Linked DNA regions of Mus musculus: all the other regions are linked to region 1. Evidence: chromatin contacts called from public promoter capture Hi-C data. All regions are on one chromosome and are shown on one strand. Each heading gives the region's core, a stretch centred on a gene start, on an enhancer-like site or on the middle of the called end of the contact. The rest is flanking DNA. Distances are from core to core; before and after follow the strand shown.

Region 1 (3,196 bases), core at 219-2,718:
GCCAGAAACTCTGTCAGTTAATAACAGAGTTCAATACCCAGAACTCACATGGTGGAAAGGGAGAATGACTCCCAGAAGATATCCTCTGACCTTGTAGGTCCTGCCATGTCAATGTGGCACAAACCAATAATCCTAGTCCTTGGGAGGTAGAGGCAGGAGGATTAGGAGTTCAAGGCTGGCTTCATTAAGGTGCTTACAAGGTGCCAGTCACAGGGCCCTGAGTGATCAGAGCTCCTCAATTCCATCTTTTTGTCTCTCTGACACACTGTAAGTACTTGGGTGAGTTTGTCTAGAACTGTTTGGGGAGGGTTAGGGAACCTAGATGCCACATTCTTCGATAAGAGTTGGTTTAGGTGAGTTTAGACACTGCAGATGATATGCAAAGACAGAACAGCTGGCCATTAAAGAGCGATGAAGACCGACCTCTTAGGATGCAGTATTATTTCCTCCCCCAGAGACATTTCAGCCCCCTCTCACCTGTAACCAACAGCCCTGTACCCACGCCTATTCTCACACCAATTTGTTTCTCCATTTTGAAAAGGAGTCCAAACGCAGTCTCCGAAGGTACTGGCTGATCTATTATTTTCTAGTACTTTTCACTCTACACTACAGAGTGAACTACTTGGTTGACACAAAACTCAAATCTTTCCCTTTAAGGGACTATTCTGCCCTCATTCATATAGGAGTGTTAGTCTTGGGGTTGACGTCACAACAGTGATCGCGAAGGACTTCTATTCAAAATAGTTCATAAATCTAACAGTTCATTACCAAGAAAATGGAACCAACATTCCAAACACCAACCGCCCTCCCAAAACTCCCTTCACTTGCAAATAAACAAGGTTATGAACTTTTGTCAACTCCAAGAGTCCTGGGCCAGCTATAAAGTAAAGAAAGCACCACACACCCAGTTGGTTCTAGATTTCCTGAGAAATCTGACTACAACCATGTGAGCCTGAGTCAGCTAGAGAGCAGAGTTTCCCCAGCCAAGCAGGAGAGTGCGCTCCCAGTCATAGCCTCAGGCTGTCATCAGACACCAGTCAGGGTGAAACCTGCCAGGACTTCCAGCAGTTCTCACTCCTGGGTCCTGAGCCAGCTCTCCTGCGCAGGGTGGACTCCAGCAGTAGCCTCGTGCAAGCAAAACGGTCACTCTCAGAGCCGACCCCATTGCCCTTTCCGCAGCTCTGACCTGGATCCAACGTGGGGTTGGTCCAGCCTAGGTCAGCACAGCACCCCCAAGTCCGCTTCTTCCCACCTCCCATCCACAAACCCTCGCCATCCATTCCGGACCCATCACCACGCGGACCCTCACGCCTGCAGGGCAGCGTTGCACCCTGGACGAACCTCCATGTGAGAGATGCAAACCGAGTACTGAGCAAGACCTTTTTCTTGCTCAACTTTGGGAAAGATGCAACTATGCAGACCGAGAGTAGAAACGTGGTTTCCTGACTGGCTCCTTGTGACGTCATATGGGCAAGACTACATTTCCCACAACTCTATGCGAAAGAAATCCCTTAGAGTGTAAGGGGTTGGGAGGAAGCAGTCAGTTTGTGTCCTGGTACAACCACAGGGAGCCAGTTGGCTTTTAAAATGCTAAATTTAAACCGGGCAGTGGTGGCGGCGCTAGCTTTTAATCCCAGCACTTGGGAGGCAGAGACAGGCTCTGAGTTCGAGGCTAGCCTGGTCTATGGAGTGAGTTCCAGGACAGCCAGGGCTACACAGAGAGGGGGGGGAAATGCTGAATTCAGTACAGGACACGTTTAAATGTAAATTGAGCCTTTGGCAGTAACCTTTAATAGGTTTGCAACTTATTTCTGTTCAATATGTTGCGATTTAAACTCAAAAGTGTACTTATTATGGAATCTTCTACATGTAAAGTTCACACTGATTCAATATTACTATAAAATAACTATATGTGACCTTCCTTGTAGTCGAACTGCTCAGGAACTTAAGACAGGAGGATCCCAAATCCAAGGCTAACCTGGGCCAAATAAAGAGACCTTGTTTCAAAATACAATGTACAAGTAGGGTTAGGGAGCAAGGGGTAAAGCCCTTGACTACAGTGGAGGCTTGGCTTAATACCAAGCATTACATATGCATAACTACTCCTTGTTCACCTGTGTGAGCCATACATGGATAAGACTCCACAACTGGATAACGTTTTCATGTGAACACTGGAAACTTCCATACAGTGAAGGGCATGGATCAGGGACACAGCTGTTTTAAATCATTGGACAAAGTTAAACATCCAGCTCTCTGATGTTAACTTACGAAGAAATCCTGAATTTATCTCAGGATCTTTTTTTGGTCTGTCTGTAAGTAGAGTGCACACATGTTCATCCACTAATTTGTGCTATACAAGAGCTTCATCCTCTTCTACCTGGTTTTTCATGAATGCAGGCAAGTATTGTTGGGGACAAGAAAAGAAACGTATTCTAAGTACTATGACGATTTCACTTTCAGATTTCATTAAATTCTAGAGAGAAACTAAATTCATAGTTCCAGGCCCTAGGGGAGCTGGGGACTTCCGTATAGCTGAATAGCTTCTGTTTTAAACAGTTGTCTGAGTCCAGCCATCTCAAGGGCAACTTCTCCATCTTGCTGGCAGGGTCATACAAGTTCATGTTCCCAGGCCCGTAAAGAACAGCTATCACTCACTTTTCCAAATGTTTTCTTAATTTGTTAACAGCTGTGTGTGTGTGTGTGTGTGTGTGTGTAGAGAGAGAGAGATTGCTATTATTTAAACCATGGTTTTACACACACACATATATACTACATACAGCTGACCCAGTCCTTTGTCTCCTTAGCACTCTAAGCTCCTAACCACTCCAGACCTAATGTCTAGGAGAACGAATTAAGGACCTTGAAGCCAAGTGCCCTGGATACCGCCCAGTCTCCAATGGTACTCCTTTGTTTAACCCATAATGTCAAAATACAATTGGTTAAAAGTGCAGCTCCCCTCCCCTGGTCCCCCCTGTTTTGTGTTCCCATCCTTTAAAAATGTTGTTCAAACTCCCTTTGGGAGGCAGTTCAGATTCCAAAGTGACTGCCTCCTCGAGGCTCTGAAAATAAAGCTTCATTTTTTAAGTTTTCATATCTGAAGTGAGTTTTCTCAGCTTCCACCCCAAACCCAACAGTATTCACTAGCAGGTGTGCTAGGAGCTCATGCTTACTTCCCCTGCTCCTCTCCCAAGTGGAG
Region 2 (2,963 bases), core at 450-2,949, 590 kb after region 1:
ATCCCAGAAAAAGAGGCAGAAAATGACACATGAACATAAACTACAGTAGCCTGCATCATTCAAGAACTGCAGAAAGGCAATGAAGAAATGATGGAGTCTCTGCCTAGATATGGACGGAGCAAACTGGAAGAATTCAGGGAAGACCAGAAGAAAGCATCCTCAGGTCATGGCAGAATCTAACACAAACTTAACTATCCAAAAGGAGTGAACATTCACTGTCAATAGGAAGAATAATCAAGCAAGGGAAAGAGGAGAGTCCTTCCTCACACAGTAAATCCAAACAAATAGTCACCCAAATGTACCATCTTTAACAAGAGCATGTTAGTGAAAACAAAGTTTGAATCCCACATGGATTGGGTCGGCAGAAGGGAAGCATGTGTACTTTGTAAGACACCAAAGTGTTGATTGCAGGGGTTTTCCACGGCTCTCACTGGAAGACATGGAATGAATCATAGAGAGTATTTCTCACGTCCATCAAGCATGATTAAATGTTTTCTGACACAGACTGAGGTAGCCTACATTGGCCTTGAATTTGCTATCAAGCAGGGGTTGACCAGAGGGTCCTGCCCCTCCCCCTCACAAATACAGAGATGACAGGAATGTGCCTCACAGTAGGCTCAAGTGTCTTTCTATCACAGGTCTGTTTACTTTAAGTCACAAGAATACACACAGGTCTGTGAGCTCTTCCTTACCCTGCTGACCTGACACAAAAGCCTGGCCCCCTAAAACAAGGCCACGCGAGATTTTCACCAGATACTAATACCCTGCTCATAAACGTTCTCAGGTTCAAGGCCTGATCAAGGCACGTTGACATAATCATAGTGTGCCAAGCAGACATTGTGTCTTATTTACAATTATTCAACCCTACTTTATGAACAGGAAACCTATCCAAGGTTTAAGGAAACCCAGCCCTCAAGGTAAAACCAGGTGGCAGGTTGCCTGCTTTGCTGACTTCCCTCTGTGTATCCACTACATGTGTTTCCTCACCTATAGTCAAAGACTCTCAGTGACCTCCCATCCTGGCAGATCTCTCTGCTCTGTTCCAGATTTTCCCATCTATGACCTGTTGGGACTTGGATTTTTATTCTCTCTTAATTCCTTAACTGATAGGGAAAATGAACATAATCAGGACCGTAGGAGGAGGCCAGGTACAGAGGATAGTGGGGCCAGGTACCCCATTTGCTCTAAAGGTACTGACTGGGGCATCTGACAGCATCCACCTGAGAATGGGGCAGCTAGGGGAGCATGCTTCCCAGCAAAGCTGTCAAAGAGTTCCCAGCACTGCCTCAGGTGCAAGTAGTCATCTCACCATCACTAGCTTGCAATCCTGACCCCTGCTACCAGTCTGTTCCTATGTCCAAGACACCCTGCGGTGTCCTATGAAAACCCTCACCTCAGACACAATCCCAATCGCCCCATTCCTGGTCCAGAACTGCAACCTCACGTGACCCAGCCAGATCAGCACAACAAATCCCAACAGCTTCTTTTCTTCCGTTCTCCCTCCAAGCCCAGGTCCGCTCAGTCCCCACCTTCCCCACACCCACTCTCCCCGCCTTTTCCCAGCCCGATGCTTGCACAAAGCCCCAGGCTGTGCTGTTTCATGAACCAACCTCCATGACAGAGACAACAGGCGTGTACAGCCGTTCAGGACTCTCGCAAAAACTTTGAGGAAGGCACAATGTACAAAACGAAAGCTAAAGTGGGATTGCCTGGATGGCTCCTCGTGATGGCACAGTTGCTTGGACTACATATCCCAGAAGTCTTTGCGAAGCTATTCCTGGAACTGAATGTGGTCTTTCCCTGGTCTTAGATTTGTAGCCTTCTCTCTGTTTTCTTTACTATTATACTATGGTAGGTACTATGGTAGGTACTTGGCCTACTTTAAAGCGCTCGACTCTAATGTAGACTCTGTCATAATACTCAGTATTGCAAATAAATAAATAATACTTGTTCCTTTGCAATTACACTCTGCATGAGACATACATGGATCAGATTCCACATCATGAAAAACAGTTTTGTGTAAATATTAGGATGTATATACTGTGGTTAGTTGGTCAGGGACACATTGAGAGTATAGATCATTTAACAAAGTTAAAACTTTAAAATGTTAATATATATTTAAGAAATTCCTTTTTAGTGGGAGCTGTACTACAATTTTAACGGTCTCCAATGGTTGTTCACAAACACAGGTACACATAAGCCACTGGGTATGTTTGCCCGTTGTTGATGTTGTTGTTCCTTCCCCTGCTCAGATTACACTTGGGAGGACACAGCTCCTGAGGTCACACTGGTATGTGTACTGGCCACTGGCCCATTATCCATTGTTAGAATTCTCTCTGCAGAGGTCTGATCTTTCTTACTCAATTTCCTTTCCCTGCTCTGATCTACAAGTGTTCCTATGTGACAATATTTTGAAAGTCAAAGCATCTGCCCTGAACTAACCTCAGTTTCTCAAAATCAGGACAGAGAAATGATTATTTCAAAAACAAATCAGAAATATCAAATAAGTTTATTGGAATTTGACAATCAAATACGTTAAAAAAAAACACCATACTCTGTAACCTGGAAGCCTCTGAGAGTTTCACTTTCATCTGTTTCTAAGAAAGACAATTCACTTCTCAACATGCCCATAGACTTTAATAGTCCCAAGACAGTCAAAGCCCAAAGTCTCTTGATGTTGTAATTCAATCAATTGCTTATTTCAAAGTGCTTACAAGATTACTCCTTCAACCTACCATGGACCAGTGGAAACCTGCCTTTTCCAAAAGGAGGAATAGTGACCAGGCAGGGAAGGATAAGAATAAGTTCGAGAGGAATGTGCTGTGAAAACCTAACCCCTACATCATCATATGCATTGGGTCTGTGGTTGCTGAATCATTTGGATGTCAAAGAACAGTGTCAACCTAAACTTCATCTGTGTGTTCTAAAGCACAGACATCCCCTTTCTAGATGTTGCTATGTTT
Region 3 (3,128 bases), core at 166-2,665, 700 kb after region 1:
TTTTTTGATATTTTATCACTAATTTTGCTGTTATGAATTGTAATGTAACTATGTGATATGCAGATGATCTTAAGCAACCCCTGAAAAGGGTTGTTTGACCCTCAAGGGGTCATAACTTGCATGTTGAAAATTGCTTTATAGCAGGGCGCGGTGGCACATGACTTTAATCCCAACACTCGGGAGGCAGAGGCAGGCAGATTTCTGAGTTAGAAGCCAGCCTGGTCTACAAAATGAGTTCCAGGACAGCCAGGGCTACACAGAGAAACCCAGTCTCGGAAAAGAAAAAAAAAAAAAAAAAAAAAAGGAAGGAAGGAAGAGAAAAAAGAGAAAATTGCTGTTATATAGACTTCCAGCAGAAGGTGTGGTCCAGATTAAAATTGTTATCTTCCCACCTCAGGATTGGAATTAAAGGCATGTATTTCCACCTGTTGCAGTAATTCCCCAACCCTGATACCCCAATAAGTCTATGCAAAAACCACACAACTCAGTTACATTATTTACAAGCTGCACGCTTAGACTGAGCAGATTTATCACTACACTACTCTATTCCCCAGCTGTGAGATCCCACATTATTTGCTGCCTCTCAGGGCCTTGTGGTTCTGCTCCATCTTCCTCTTATCTTCTCTTCCTCAGTCTTCTTCCTCCCTCGCTCCCTACTCTTCCCTCACTTCCTAAAACCTCTAGCCCCACCTTTCCCTTCCACTGCCCAATCACAGGCTCTAGTCTTTATTTGACCAGTTAGAATGGGGAGAAGGTTCACAGGAAATCACCTGAGTATGTGATCCACTCCTCTCAGGGGCAACCCCTCTTGAGGAAGCTGAATTAACATCAGAATACAAACAGCACCAGGGCAACCCACAACATCTACCTCACAAGTCATGACTAGAAGTGGATCCACCCACTTCAAACAAACAAAAATCCCTCAAAGGTGTCCCTTGTATTTCTTCTGGATTCCATCTAATTCTAGATGTAGTCAAGTACCAAGAATAGAAATCACAGGAGAAAAGAGTTTATTTGGTTTACATAACCTGGATTGCTGTCCATTGGAAGAAGCCAAGGCTGGAATTCAAAGAGGGCAGGAACCCGGAGGCAGGAGCTGCTGATGGTTTTTATTTTAAATCTAGTATAATTGAGTCAATGAGTTTTCCTCCTGCCAAAAGACTCTAGGAACCCCAGAGCTTTTTAGGTAACGTCTTTGATCAGAGTAAGAAGTAAACCTAATACAAGTTGCCGTCAAAGGCTGGATTTATATTCCCACAAGACCTTTGTAAATTTGAGACTTAAAAAGCAGCCTAATCCAGTGACAGGCTATAAATAGTTCTCCCTGACTTTGGTTCAGGGCAGTCCTTCGCGTAGACTTCTGGGAAATGTAGTCTCTCTTAGCATGACTCCGCTAGACCGGACTCTACTCCTCTGTGCTTCCGGTTCATTTTGCTTTTGTGTTTCTCCAAACTCTGCGGCTTTCTCAAAGTTGGAACAGTGTGGCTTGCGCTCCGCGCTCGACATGGAGGTTGGTCCCGGCTGCAGCCTAGCCTTGCAGGCCTCATGAACTATACGGGTGGGCGGGCCCGGGGTGCAGGGAGCCGGGGAGGGCTGGGCGGGAGGCGGAGAGAAGCCCACGTGGTCCTGCAGTGCGGACCTAGGCTTGGCCAGAGTGCAGGGGTGGGGCGCACGCACGGTGCAAGGAGTGATTGCTCTGTTAGGACAGAGCGGCTGACAGAGTCAATCATGTGTTTCAGGGACCTGAGAGGTGGCCTGCTACTGCGAGAATGGAGACTGGAAAGTCTAGGGTTGGTAGAGCAGGGTGGCTTGGCTGACCGTGCCAGAGGCAGGCTGTGATGAGAGCTCATACCCCACCTTGGCTGGGGAAGCTTGCTGTTAACTAGTTTTCACATTGCTGTTGTCAGATCCCTCAGGAAATCTAGAGCAAGTGGGTTTTTCTGGGCCCTCCCGTATTCAATGAGAGGCCCAGGACTCTGATTTTGAGTTCGTGTGGCTCATAGTTTCCAGGACAGTGAGTTCTGCGGGGGAGTTTGGTGTATGGGATGTTCGTCCCGTTTTCTTTGTGATAAATTGTTAGTTTTCAGGGCGGCTCACTTTGGATAGGAATCACTCCTTTACCCACTGTGACAGAACCCTCACATTCACACACCTGTATGAGGAAAAAAAAAAAAATCTCATCGAGGGGGCACTCTGAACTTTGTCCCAGCTATCACTGATCCTACAACACTGCAGAGTGGAAAATACTAGAGATTATTACCACATACAATTGCACCGGAGACTGCGATGTCAGAAATTTGGTGTTGTGTGGAAAGATTGAGAGTGAAGTTGAAGAGCTGTGGCTCACTCAGGGTCCTGTGATTGTATACAGCCAATGCTCACCCTGCCCTTTGTATACAGCCGCTGCTCATCCTGACATTTGTACTGTTTTTGCCACACTTCAGTCAAATTGATTTGTGTGCTGGAGACTGACTTACAGCATTAAAATCTATACCTGAGAAGCATGGGCTTTAAACTACATCAATACCAATACTTTCTATGTATCATCTAACAATCATTAAAATATGGACATTTTCTAATTAATGTCACTAATCTGCAGGAAACTAAGAATGTGCCGTTTTACACTGTTTAAGGTGTGAAAAGTACATTTTCTTGTACCTTAAATCTCGTTTCCTACAATGTAGAGGTGATACAGCAATAAGCACAATTATATTATAGGTCACAACACATAGATGTTTGATATCTATCTATCTATCTGTCTGTCTATCTACACTTTTACTTAATATATTTCTTAAACAGATCTATGATTGAAAATAAAACATCAGTGTATGCTGTGCTGTTTCCTGTTACATCTGCATTTGGGAGGTGGAAGCAGGAAATACAGTCCTTTGGGCATATGCTGAGTCTTATGTTGACTTATTCTTTTAGCTTTTTGTGGGTTCTCCATACTGATTGCCAGAGTTGCTGTACCAAGTTGCAGTCTTAGCAACAGTGACTGGGAGGTTCATTTTTTTCCACTCCTTCCCAGGATTTTTTTTGTCAGTTGTTTTGTTGATCTTAGCCTTTCTGACTGTAGTAAGAAGAAATCTCAAAGTTGTTTTGATTTCCTTGATGGTTAAGGACGATGA
Region 4 (2,902 bases), core at 375-2,874, 720 kb after region 1:
GAGCAGGAAGGGAAAGAGAGAAAGAGAGCTAGGGAGTAAGAAAGGTGAAAGCTTAAGAGAGTGAGGTGGAGCCAAGCAGCCCCTCTTATAGTGGGCTGGCTATCTTTCTGTTGCTAGGTAACTGTGGGGCGGAGTCTAGCCAGAATGCCAGCAGCTTGGGACATTGTCTATGTCACTGATAGCCACAAGCCTCTCCTTTGGGGACTGTTGGGGGCGGTAACTTCGACAGGAGCTAGGGGTCCAGGAGACATGATCGAATGCCTTCTGTCCCATGTAGGTGAAAATTACCACCCACCGGGTCCCACCGGGGTTCAAGACCTAACTAAGTTCGACTGGAGACCAGGCTGTCTCTGTGCATAGCCCATTGCCCCACAATTGAATTCTAGAACAGTTTGAGTTTGAGATTTAGCAATGCCCTGTCATTGAGTTAGCAAAGACATTTTAAGATTAACTGCTTTGTGTGTCTGTGTTTTTTATCCAAAGATCCAGTATTCTCTAGGTGAGGGGCTGATAGCACTGCCTGTTCCCAGAGCTTAGGTGGGGTAGCAAAAGGTACATGTAACACTTTAGTATGCAAGTTTACTCAAAGCATATACATTCTGTGATCTCATTTTCTGAATCTGTTTTGTTTTTGAGTGGGGAGTCATGTATACCAAACATGTTTCAAACTTTCTATATGTCTATAGGTGACCTCGGACTCCTATTCCTATCTCCAGTAACCAACATCTGGGATTTTCAACATGTAAAACCACACTTGCTTCTATACAATCATCTTTAGTTTGAAGTTCCAGTTATTTGGACCAACACTTTTTCACATGTTCATTGTCTGTTTTCATTTCTCATTTTAAGAATTGTCTTCTCAAAATATTAGCTCATTTTTTTAATCCATGTTTGCCTTGTGATGTGAAACATTTTGGGGTGGGTGAGATAGCTCAGAGGTTAAGAGCACTAGCTGCTCTTCCGAGGGTCCTGAGTTCAAATACCAGCAACCACATGGTGGCTTACAACCATCCATAATGAGACCTGACTCCCTCTTCTGGTGTGTTTGAGGACAGCTACAGTGTACTTACATATAATAATAAATCTTTTTTAAAAACAAAACAAAAACAAACAAACAAACACAGCTGGGCAGTGGTGGCGCACACCTTTAATCCCAGCACTTGGGAGGCAGAGGCAGGAGGATTTCTGAGTTAGAGGCCAGCCTGGTTTGTAGAGTGAGTTCCAGGACAGCCAGAGCTATACAGAGAAACCCTGTCTGGAAAAACAAACCAAACCAAAGCAAAGCAAAACAAAAACAAAAACGAAACATTTTGTAGGAAGCAGGTTGAGTTTTAAAATCACAATATATGGACCCAAAGTATCCAGTACACATAATAAACAATGCTGTCAAAGGTTCAACCCATACTCATTTTGAAAATTTAAACGCGGTACCCTGACTCCCCGTGGCTATCCACCTTCAGAAGTGGCTTGTTTCTACCCATTCTCTTTGGCAAACAGCCTGACAGTAACTTGGGAACGTTTCAAATCACCTACCACGGCTTTGTGAAACTCGCTCGCAGAGAATTGTGGGAAATGTAGTCTCGTCCGCGGCGACGTCACAAACAGGGACTCTGGGAAGGGCGCTTCCGTGTTTCTTCTGCGCCTGTGTGTGTCTCCCTCTCTGGCGGTCTTCTCCAAAGTTGGGCCAGTGTCGGGTCCTGTGCGCGCTCTGGTAGCATCTCTGGCATGGAGGTTGGTCCCAGGATGTAGCGCAGCCAGAGGGACGTTGCGGGGTGGGCGGGTCCGCCTTGGAGGGAGGCGGGAAGAAGTTGAATGGGAGGTACTGTGGTGACCTAGGCTTGTCCATTCCGGTGCTGGTTAACGCTGGAGGAGGGATGGAGCTGGGAGTGGCCTCTCTTTTAAGGTGCCGTTGCCCTGTTCTGTCCTGCACTTCTGGGGCAGGAGAGCTGGCTCGGTAGCCTAGGAATGGAGAAGGGTGCCTGGCAGGGTGCATCTGCTGTCAGCTTGTGCCTGAGGTGTGGAAGCATGCCCTTAGCTGACACTGTCTCGATGGCTTCTGTTATCCGGAATTTAATAGATGTATATACAATGCAGTCCGATCAAATCCACCCCTACTGTCCCCTACTTCAACAGTACCAGGTATCTCCCAAAATGCTCCACTCCCAATTTCCTGTCCTGGTGGTTTTGTTTTTGTTTTATAACCCACTGAGTCCACTTAGTATTGCTCTAGTGTGCATACCTGTGTGTATGGGGCGGGGAAGGGAGGGCGCACAGGACATCCCCTAGAACGTGGACGCTCACTGGCCACACCTCCAAGCAAAATAAACAAACAAACAAACAAACAAAACGAATCTCTTTTTCAGTGGTCATGAATTCCAACCGATCCTTAGCTAAGGGTGGGGCCTTGTGAACCCCTCCCCTTTCCCTGTTGAAGTTTTGACTGACGTTATTTGTGTGTTATGCTGGTAACCATAGCTACCTTTTCCCCCTTCCTATTGCCATCCTTTTGTGTTTGTATTGGGATTTTGAGTCAGTTTCTTGTGTAGTCCAGGCTGCCCTGAAGTGTTCTGTGTAGCTGATAGTGACGTTAACTTCCGTTCCTCCTGACTTCTCCTCCTCTTTACTCCTCTGTGCCCTAGGAAGATGGCCATCTGTCACTTTGTTCTTTCCTTTGTGACTTGCCCCTTAAACCTTCTCTATTCTTTCAGATGACTATTAAGCCATAACTTATTGGTTAAGACAGGATCTAATTACTAATTTGCTTAGGAAATGGCAGAATTTCACTGGGTATATAAACAACATATGAGATGTAGAAAAGAAATTTGGAGATGCTCATATATTTATTTTAATTTATAAATATCAGTGAAGGATGCTTTGCTAAATATTGATCAAGACACCATGC
Region 5 (2,907 bases), core at 220-2,719, 610 kb after region 1:
TTCCAAACAATACAGACTTCCCATTCCCTACCAGCCTGTCTATACTACACAGTGCTTAAAATACATACAACACAGATCACGAAGCAGCAACTCCTAGGTTGGGTCAAGAGTCAAAGAGTCTCTGAGTATGGAGTGAGGATTAAAGACAGGAGAGGCAGAAAAGATGCAGAGCCAAGAAATAGACTTGGGAGGATTGCTGGTCAATACCACAGCAGCCTCGAGTTTATTTTTCACCGCCCTTTTATACCTCATATTACCATGGGAAGCAAAGTTACAAGATAACAGAAACAATGGCAGAAATATACACAATGTCCATAAACTTCCTCAACAAGTCCAAGCCCTGATAATGTCATGTTGACCGGAACCATTTGGGGCCAAGCGGACACTCTCTTTTTAAAAAATTCTCGGGGCTGGTGAAATGGCTCAGCTGTTAAGAGCACCGACTGCTCTTCCAAAGGCCCTGAGTTCAAATCCCAGCAACCACATGGTGGCTCACAACCATCTGTAATGAAATCTGATACCCTCTTCTGGAGTGTCTGAAGACAGCTACAGTGTACTTACATATAATAAATAAATAAATATTTTTTTAAAAATTCTCAACTGTAAAGTAGGGATGGAGGTCCTGTCAAGTTTAGTAAACACAGCCCTCAAGGTGAAACATGGTGTGAGCTCCTTTTGATCCCACTCTGCCTTGTAGACATTCCTGCCTGTGTGTCCACTGCATGTGTTTCTTCAACCCTAGTCCAAGATTTTCCGTGCATTCAGACAGATATGTTGGCTATGTCCCAGAATTCCCCAACACGACAGCTGTTGTAACTCGGATTTTTCCTCTCTTAATTCTTTACTGGCAGCGAAAAATGAACACAGTCAGACCTCAAGGCCATTGCTATAAGCTGGCTACAGAGTACACGGGGACCAGAAACCCTTTTACTCTAAAGACACAAAGGACTCTGGCAGCATCCAGGTGAGATGGGGGCAGCCAGGGACGCGCGCTTCCAGCAATGCAGGTCTGTGAGCTCTGGCACTCTCTCAGGAGCAGGTAGTCAGCTCATCACCATTAGTTTGCAATCTAGTCCTCCACTACCAAGCTGCTCCAGTGTACCAGAGAACCAAGGCAGACTCGGGCTGCTCTCGGTGTTCTAAAGGAAACCTTCACTCAGGACACAATCCCAAAAGGCCAGTCCCCTCACTCCAAAACTGCAGCCTCAGTGGCCCCAGCCAGTTCAGCACAGCCAGTCCTGGCAGCTGCTTCCGCCCTCCCACCCAGTCCTCAAGCGCTCCCTCCAAGACAGAGCCCAGCTCCCGGCACTGAACCCCAGGCTATGCTGCTTCCTGAACCAACCTCCTTGACACAGATCCCGCACAGAGCCCCAGGCTACGCTGCTGCCTGGACCAACCTTCTTGTCAGAGACAACTGGAATAGATAGCCGCATACGATTTCCGCCCAACCTTAAGAAAGACGCACGAGTACAGACCTGAACTCAGAAGGGGATTTCCTGGAAGGCTCCCAGTGGTCACAGTGGTGCGGACTACATCTCCCAGAAGTCTGTGCGAAGGAAATCCCAGAACCCAGGGTGGGTGAAGTCTACTGTTTGGAGAGTTTTGTGGATGGGAACACACAGTTGAAGGTGCAAGGAGGAAGCCTTATCTGCAGAAAAGCTGTGGGTAATGAGATTGGTTTTCGACCCCAGAACCACATCGGAGATGTATGGATTTGAGTCAAGCCTTTGACAGAAACTTTTGGCTTACAAGTCATTTCTAGTAGTAATTTTAATATTACTACTTCCTGGCCGGGGGGGGGGGGACGGGACGGGGGGCACGTTGACTTAGTTGTTCGTTAAATAAACAAAGCAATACACTAACCAACGTGGCAAGGAAAACTAACTTTATAAAATGTTTGAAACCAGCCTTGGCGTTCCTGACTATGCTCCTAGCTCCTCAGTGGCTTTTGACAAATGGACTTGGGATACAAAGCTGGCTTGGTGTCTGCCCCAACAAACTTGTATACTGTTGTTTGTGTTTCTACTTTTTGAATATATAGAAACAATTCCTCCAGGGCATTGCTAATATTACACATACAGAAACACATGCTGTTTGAGCAGGCCAAGGAGGTTGACTCTGAAGATAAAATTTGACATCCCCATGCCACACCCAAGCATGTGTGTATCTAACATTCCTCTAAATCTCTTGTCCTGAGTTAATGCCCCGGACTCTCAGACATTGGAAAGAAGATCAACAAGAAGCCCATGGAGGCATTGATTAAAACCAGCTAACAGGCTACCTATGTCCAACAGAGACTACTACTGTTGATCTGTTGGTAGAAAGGTGTCTGTAATAAAAGCAGGTCACACATCCAGTCATTTCCCCTACTTGTTGTATGCAGGTGAGACATAAATGCACAAGGCTTTGAGTTGTACTGTAGAAACAAGAGTGTACAGAGCACAAACATTTTAAAGTGGTATACACCCTCACCACAATAGTTGAGTAGCCTGCAACTAGGATTTCCTTCTGAGAGCCCTCAGAAATCAGTGTACATGGGGCTGCTAACAAAACAGCCAGGGGATCACATGGAGTCAAAGCCTTGTCCATTCCTTAGATCCTGTGAACTAAAGGCAGGTACTAAAAAATCAGCTGCAGTGGAGTCTACTCCACTGTGGAACACAGACCCAAAGTAGCCTCTAAGACTACATAAGCATAGACTTAAGAGTTCAATCAATGTATTTTACTTATCCATCGAAATATATAGGGTGAGCATACCAAGTGATGATAGGCAATGCACGCTTAGAAACATCGGTACAGAAGATCAAAGAACAAAGGAAAAAAATCTTGAATCCACAAAATTGTGAAAACTTATTGATAAGGTATTAAACACACAATCCCAGTGGCATGGTTTAATCTTTGAATTCT
Region 6 (3,101 bases), core at 422-2,921, 780 kb after region 1:
TGCTGTGCCAACAAGGATGGGAGCACCTCAGAGTAGAACTATGTTGATGAGACTAGACAGTTTGCCGGGCCTGAGGAACAGCAAATCCCATCCAATATCCATTTCTTCAGAAAATTTGGGTAGGCTTGAAGGCTCAGAGGGCAGCAGAATCAATGGTATCTTGGAATCTGCACAATTTATGGGGGAAAATACAAGATGTAGCTTGATTGATCTCTAAGCAGATGAAGTGAATTATTATGGTTGGTAGAGGAAAGTTTTCTGTGAAATTAATGAAACCAATGCTTTAAGTCCCTTCCTTTGGTATGGGGCTTTTCCAAGGCTTTCAGGGATAGCCTAACAAATCAGGCTTCATGGCATTACTTTTTGTGAAACATTATGCCTAAGAGTTTTTTAAATTATTTTTTTCATAGACAAGATCTCAAGCTTATAAATCCCAAGTAGGTGCCCCACAAAGCCTGGCTTTTGGGGTGTTATGAATCAGTGGGTAAGGGAGAAACTCAGAGCCTGTTTTGTGATCTGGTAAAAATATTCAAACAAGTATGGGGGAAGAGAGGATGGATACTCCAGGTCCTGAAGATTGACCAGGAGTCTTCAGTTATTTTCAAAGAGATACTTTGTGGTATTTTTGTTTCATTTGGTTGCTGTTGTTAAAATAGGCTCTCATTATATAGACATGGCTGGTTTAGAACTTGCCTCAGTCTCTTGGGTGCTGGAATTAAAGGCATTTGCCACTACAGCCAGCTTAAGGTATTTTCTAATTAACACTTAGTAAAAGAAGGGCTATCAAGTTCCATGGTTGATTGAACTCTAGGAGGAAAACGAAGGGAGCAAAATGGCCCTGCAGGATGTAGGATGCTGGGTTCCAGGACACATTAAATGTGGTAGCTTACAAAGTGAAACCAAGACACTTTATGAATCAAATGTTGCTTAAAGAAATGACAGTCAAAAATACTAATGAGTGAATGGGCATTTGTGAGGGTATTCTGTAGGTGAATTTGTTTGTGATTTTTTTTAATTAGGTATTTTCCTCATTTACATTTCCAATGCTATACCAAAAGTCCCCCATACCCTCCCACCCACTCCCCTACCCACCCACTCCCACTTTTTGGCCCTGGCGTTCCCCTGTACTGGGGCATATAAAGTTTGCAAGTCCAATGGGCCTCTCTCTCCAGTAATGACCGACTAGGCCATCTTTTGATACATATGCAGCTAGAGTCAAGAGCTCCAGGGTACTGGTTAGTTCATAATGTTGTTCCACCTATAGGGTTGCAGATCCCTTTAGCTCCTTGGGTACTTTCTCTAGCTCCTCCATTGGGGGCCCTGTGATCCATCCAATAGCTGACTGTGAGCATCCACTACTGTGTTTTCTAGGCCCCAGCATTTGTTTGTGATTTTAAGCAACATATTCACACCACACTGCTCTACTGTCAGTATAGTCACTCCAAGAAAAACAGAAGCATGTTGACTTTGATACTTTGACAGACAGGCTGTTACAACAGTAGCCTGGGAAAGTTTGAGCTCTTTATGTGTTTGCAGCTTTCACCCACTGCTCTGAACTGGAATGAGGCTAGGTCAAATGGGAAAATGTTCAACACCAGTAAAGCAACTCCAGCCCAGCCTCTGTGGTCTGAGGATCCTAGAAGCAGGAATCTATGTAGCAACCAGTGACTTCCTCCCTCCTTGGCAGGTCAAGGGCCACTGCTGTCTAGCTTGTGAAATAAGCCAGAGCAGACTCACAACGATCCAGGACAACTTTGAGGCTGTTTTTCCTGCTTGCAGTAGCAGTGTGATCCCTGAACAGAATTTCCACCAAGAGAGGTAAAAAGAAAACTCAAAACTACTCCAGCCAAAACTCCTGCGAAGTGAAATTTGGGAGGTGGCTAAGTATAAATACTGGGTATTGGGATGGACTGACACAGGCTAATCCTAGAAAGATTAGAATGTTACTGCCACCTACTGTCCCATCTTCATCAGTGTTGAATGATCACTTCAAAGTATTTAGTAAGTCATGAAGAAGTATTTTCCATTAAAAAAAAAAAAACCCACTATCTCAGAAGGACATTTCACTGTTATCTGTTCTTCCTAGAAATATGGGGCCTTAGAAATTAAAGCCACATGCAGTCCTTATTAAAAATATAATAAAATAACCCACCCCAGCCATCCCATTACTGGTGACTATAGAAATTTGTTATGTATAATTTACATTCTTTCCAGTACTTTCTGTTTTTTCAGAAGAGAAGGGCAAAGCTCTATGACTTCTCCAGATTGTAAATCACATTACTGCAGGCAGAGGGAGCGAAGTGGACAGGATTCCCAGAGAGAGGTAGAATCTTGTTTCTAGGGATGAAATCTTAGCCTGTTCAGGCCACGTACACAAATGGTTAGACAGACCCCAATTTCGAGTACTAGACTTGTAGCCAACATATGGAAAGTGGCAGTTTGGTCACCTTAAATGAGGCCCTGATACCTGAGTCTCTTTGAAGAAGAGGCGTACACAATCTGACTGTCCACCAGTCATCTGCGGCTGGAGGCACAGAGGCTCTGTCAGGTGGTGGAGAACAGGACAGGAACATAAGCATTGTGTCCAGACTCGAAAAAGAGCCTTGGGTTGACCTAACAGCTTCTTCTTGGCCTAGTACTCAGGAACAAGGGTCCAACTGTCCCATGCCTCTTATCCAAGAAAAAGGCCATCAAACTACAGGGCTCACAGAACATACATTCATGTGAGCATCTGGGACAACCTTTCCTCTGGAATTAGGATATTACTCTGGCAACTGGTGCATAAGTGAAGTCCTGTGTTTTGGAGGCTGCTGGAAATATACGGGCTCTGAGAACTACATGCAGTTGTTTCAGAGGTTCCAAGTGCTGTTGTCTTGAAAACTTGTTCTCTATGGTGCTATATAAAACTTGTCCTCCTGCAGCTGATCTGGGTATTTCCACTCCAAGAGAAGGTACGAGATCCTAATAAGCAGGCAAGCCAGAGACTTTACTCGTTCCTGGTTGTACCTGCCTAGAACAAACCTTATCAGCCTGTGATATACAGAGCAATGAGACCAGCATCCCTTGGTTATGACAGTGAGCCGAGTCAGAGGTCATACTTC
Region 7 (3,072 bases), core at 57-2,556, 790 kb before region 1:
TCTTGAAATACGAGCAGTTCCTAAAAAGGTAGGTCTCTGTGCTTGAAGATGGACAGGGCTCTGTTAAGGACACTCAGATAAGCCTGATACTGGCCCTTAGAGCTATGGACGATAGCGTGTTCAGATGTGTCTTCACACCTCCTGCATTAATTACTACCCATCTGTGCAGTGCCACTTGGTTACTGCTGCATGGGAAACCTTGGGGAAATGGAAGGGAACGTTGAGGTAGACTGAGCCACTAGAGGGCAGTGTTACACCAGGAACTGTATTTCAAATGCTGGCGGCTGACTTTGTTTCTAAACATTGTGTAAACTAGACATTTTCTAAACCGCTTTACTGGACTGGCGCTGTCTGAGCAGAGAGTCTGTGGCAATTAAAGACAAGCTCCCACACTGCTCTGTGGAGGCGCCTGCCGCACGGCTGGCCTCGGGAAGCAAACGGAGTTCATTTGGATAAGAACGTCTTTCTGTTTTAATTTTACCAGCTTTTTACATTTTACAAAGTATAGGAAAATATATTTCTACTCTGCAAACCATGCTGTATAAGAATGCCTATACGGAGGTGACATGGGAAGTAACGGTTGTGTGCTTGCACCCTCAGAGTTTAAGTCTGGAATCTCATCCCTCTTCCACAGCAAGACGTCTGGTCTGTGTGTTCTGGGGCAAAGACTGAGGGTATTTTTAACGGGTGCACCATAATTTGTTGGCTTGATCATGAACATACGAGCTGTTCTAGATTTTTTTCTATGGAGAAAAATAATGTCAAAGCAGAAGTTTCTGTACTGCGATAGTCTTTGTACAGGTGTTTTAAACATTTGTATAAAATAGTCTTTAGAGTACAACTGATATCTTAAATGGTTTATACTTTAAAACTGTGCAGTATTTTCTGCTGTTTGAGCTTGTTCTTTCTCATTTCTTTGGTCTTTTATTTATTTGTTTGTTTGATTTCTTATTTATTTGTTTATTTATTTATTTATCTGTTTATTTGAGACAAGCTCTCACCCTGTAACTGTGGCTGGCCTGGAACTTACAGGGCCAACCGTAACCCCAGAGTAGCCCACAACTAGCCTCTTTCCTCAGGCCTTTTTGCGGGCCCTTGCCGAGCACACCAGCAGTGCCACTGAAAAGCGGAGGCTGCAGGAGCTGTGCAGTAAACAAGGAGCCGCTGATTACAACCGCTTCATCCGAGATGCCAGCGTCTGCCTGCTGGACCTCCTGCTCACCTTCCCGTCCTGCCAGCCTCCGCTCAGCCTACTGCTGGGTGAGTCACCCCTTCCTTCCATGGCCCCAGGCAGGCCTCCTGCACTTTAGTGAGCCTCTGCATAGTGAAGAAGGCCGGCTATTCCTGTCTCACAGTGAGTTCCATGCAGACACAGTGTGGACATGGCCAAATGGGGCTGGTGGGTACAAGTCAGGAACCCGGGGCAGGTTTTATTTTCAGACTATAGTAACATCTTTTTAGAGATTGGGTCCCTCTTCCACACTCTGAGTCTTTTTTTTCCTTGTTATTTTTTCCTTCTATTAATTATCCAGTTGTACTTTTTTATACTTAGAATTTAGCATCTTTTCTAGTTTATTTTCTTCAGTGATGAGGTAATTTAGCTGAATTTTCCTAACGTCAACATTGAGAGGGAAAGGATGTCCCTCATCGAATCCAGTCGGACGGACGGCATAGAGCACGTGCTCTGGGTGAATGCAGGGACATCTCAGGCCCTGTGGATTCAGAAGCGCAGCTTTCCAGGACAGTTGGGCCTTTGTCATGCAGGGACAGGCCTGGGGCACGGGGAGCCTGTAGGATCCTGTAGCCTTTCCTACTTTCCTGCCTTTGTTTTGTTTTGTTCTGTTTTTTGTTTTTGTTTTTTTCGAGACAGGTTTTCTCTGTGTAGCCCTGGCTGTCCTGGAACTCACTTTGTAGACCAGGCTGGACTCGAACTCAGAAAACCGCCTGCCTCTGCCTCCTGAGTGCTGGGATTAAAGGTGTACACCAGCACGCTCGGCCTTTGTTTTATCCGTAATGGGGCAGAGCCAGATGTTACCATTCACGTGTACACCATGAAAACATATGTAGTCCTCTTGGTAAGCCATCAGGCCTTTCAAGGCCTGTGCAGGGAATGACTAGTCAGGGATTGCTTTTTCTTCCCATGACTTCTTAGTGTTCTTTTTCTTTGACTTCCTCCTAAAATGTTTAAAAAGCAAAAACAAAAACAAAATCATTATACGAAGCTAGTCTCCCGCATTCTTTCTAAGCCAGCTTGGCTGGTGCTTTCTGGCTTAGTGGTACAATGGGAGTCGTAGAGGTTAGTACCTAGCCAAAACACAAGTTAGGAGCCAGAGGGAGTCATTAGGACATACAAAATTGAAATTTTCCATTTCTTTAAGAAAAATTAACACATCTAAAACTTAAGATGAGCACTGTGCCGGTCTTTGTTTTCCTGCTTTACTAAGACCGAGCTTAGAAGGAACTTTTAAATGGTTTGCCCAGACAAATTAAAAATAAAACAAATTATTCACAAAAATTCTAAAATTTGTAAGCAGATATTTCAAATATGGACCATTTACTGTTACTGTTACTGTTACACAGGTCGCTGTGCATTCTTAAACCACTGGGATTCTGCTGAAGTTGCTTTGAGAAAGTCTCCCACCATACACTTAAGTTTTTATTAAGTATATGAACACAAGAAGGAAACGTACATCTTACTCCTAAGTATTTCCTAAAATATCTGTCTTTGGTATCTTTGAGGTCTTGACTTTTTTTCACCTCTGAAAGCTCTGGGCTGTGTCTCTGGAGATGACCCTTAGACAGGCGAAAGCAATGAGCCTGCTGACCTCTTCCTGCTCTGCCCTAACTGTGCTCACCCTGAGACCAGCGTGGGGGAAGGGATCCTGACTTTAGGGTTGAACAGTGCATTGCTGCACTATGTACTGCAAACTGTTATAAACGAGAACATATTATTTCGAATAGTCTAAACAAAAAAGTTAAATATAGGCCTGGGTTTTCTTTTGTTCCTGTGTCAGTAGGCCTGAGCTAACTGCTTGTTTTATTTTTAGAGCACCTTCCTAAACTTCAGCCTCG

Evidence for each region. Promoter capture Hi-C pulls out the DNA fragments that hold promoters and counts their contacts. Capture Hi-C pulls out chosen DNA fragments and counts their contacts.
Region 2: a promoter capture Hi-C map of liver shows a contact between it and region 1, with 4 times the contacts expected there. The contact joins the promoter of Zfp455 here to the promoter of Zfp493 in region 1. A contact is called at or near these places in 10 of 39 promoter capture datasets (the C10 cell line, cranial neural crest, embryonic stem cells and 6 more), 5 of 484 Hi-C or Micro-C datasets (the G1E-ER4 cell line, the Patski cell line, bone marrow-derived macrophages and 1 more), 5 of 115 datasets of contacts at active chromatin or transcription factors (bone marrow-derived macrophages, embryonic stem cells, regulatory T cells and 1 more) and 2 of 9 other capture datasets (adipose tissue and liver).
Region 3: a contact with region 1 is called in a promoter capture Hi-C map of adipose tissue. The contact joins the promoter of Zfp708 here to the promoter of Zfp493 in region 1. A contact is called at or near these places in 12 of 39 promoter capture datasets (the C10 cell line, the HPC-7 cell line, the SN4741 cell line and 9 more), 3 of 115 datasets of contacts at active chromatin or transcription factors (embryonic stem cells, fibro-adipogenic progenitors and stem cell-derived neural progenitor cells) and 3 of 9 other capture datasets (adipose tissue, liver and pancreatic islet).
Region 4: a contact with region 1 is called in a promoter capture Hi-C map of second pharyngeal arch cranial neural crest. The contact joins the promoter of Zfp712 here to the promoter of Zfp493 in region 1. A contact is called at or near these places in 14 of 39 promoter capture datasets (the 3T3-L1 cell line, 3T3-L1-derived adipocytes, the C10 cell line and 10 more) and 3 of 9 other capture datasets (adipose tissue, liver and macrophages).
Region 5: a contact with region 1 is called in a promoter capture Hi-C map of liver, with 5 times the contacts expected there. The contact joins the promoter of Rsl1 here to the promoter of Zfp493 in region 1. A contact is called at or near these places in 7 of 39 promoter capture datasets (the SN4741 cell line, cranial neural crest, embryonic stem cells and 3 more), 1 of 484 Hi-C or Micro-C datasets (bone marrow-derived macrophages), 1 of 115 datasets of contacts at active chromatin or transcription factors (bone marrow-derived macrophages) and 3 of 9 other capture datasets (adipose tissue, liver and macrophages).
Region 6: a contact with region 1 is called in a promoter capture Hi-C map of liver, with 2.4 times the contacts expected there. The contact joins the enhancer-like site here to the promoter of Zfp493 in region 1. A contact is called at or near these places in 7 of 39 promoter capture datasets (the C10 cell line, cranial neural crest, embryonic stem cells and 3 more) and 1 of 9 other capture datasets (liver).
Region 7: a contact with region 1 is called in a promoter capture Hi-C map of embryonic stem cells. The contact joins the enhancer-like site here to the promoter of Zfp493 in region 1. A contact is called at or near these places in 9 of 39 promoter capture datasets (the C10 cell line, cranial neural crest, embryonic stem cells and 4 more).

What each region holds. Positions count from the first base shown.
Region 1 is chr13:67,777,965-67,781,160 of GRCm38.p6, reverse strand. It overlaps Zfp493 (zinc finger protein 493), which reads right to left and starts at 1,468. Exons shown (of 4, transcript NM_028402.2): 1 at 1,342-1,468. The coding sequence starts at 1,347.
Region 2 is chr13:67,193,242-67,196,204 of GRCm38.p6, reverse strand. Zfp455 (zinc finger protein 455) reads right to left here and starts at 1,699. Exons shown (of 4, transcript NM_001048204.1): 1 at 1,611-1,699. The coding sequence starts at 1,616.
Region 3 is chr13:67,079,832-67,082,959 of GRCm38.p6, reverse strand. Zfp708 (zinc finger protein 708) reads left to right here and starts at 1,415. Exons shown (of 4, transcript NM_001012448.2): 1 at 1,415-1,510. The coding sequence starts at 1,505.
Region 4 is chr13:67,059,892-67,062,793 of GRCm38.p6, reverse strand. It overlaps Zfp712 (zinc finger protein 712), which reads left to right and starts at 1,624. Exons shown (of 4, transcript NM_001166218.1): 1 at 1,624-1,731. The coding sequence starts at 1,726.
Region 5 is chr13:67,171,744-67,174,650 of GRCm38.p6, reverse strand. It overlaps Rsl1 (regulator of sex limited protein 1), which reads right to left and starts at 1,469. Exons shown (of 4, transcript NM_001013769.1): 1 at 1,398-1,469. The coding sequence starts at 1,433.
Region 6 is chr13:67,001,856-67,004,956 of GRCm38.p6, reverse strand. It overlaps 4933433G19Rik (RIKEN cDNA 4933433G19 gene), which reads left to right. Exons shown (of 9, transcript NR_045851.1): 6 at 1,688-1,818. Among named protein-coding and RNA genes, the nearest start is that of 4933433G19Rik, 29 kb to the left of the region's middle. Within about 2 kb of position 1,671, at least 12 of the 459 cell types and tissues checked have an H3K27ac peak or open chromatin away from gene starts, as enhancers often do. A contact at or near this core is called in liver, where this site is marked.
Region 7 is chr13:68,566,960-68,570,031 of GRCm38.p6, reverse strand. Mtrr (5-methyltetrahydrofolate-homocysteine methyltransferase reductase) reads left to right here. Exons shown (of 15, transcript NM_172480.3): 8 at 1-28; 9 at 1,080-1,260; 10 at 3,048-3,072. Among named protein-coding and RNA genes, the nearest start is that of Mtrr, 14 kb to the left of the region's middle. Within about 2 kb of position 1,306, at least 26 of the 459 cell types and tissues checked have an H3K27ac peak or open chromatin away from gene starts, as enhancers often do. A contact at or near this core is called in embryonic stem cells and trophoblast stem cells, where this site is marked.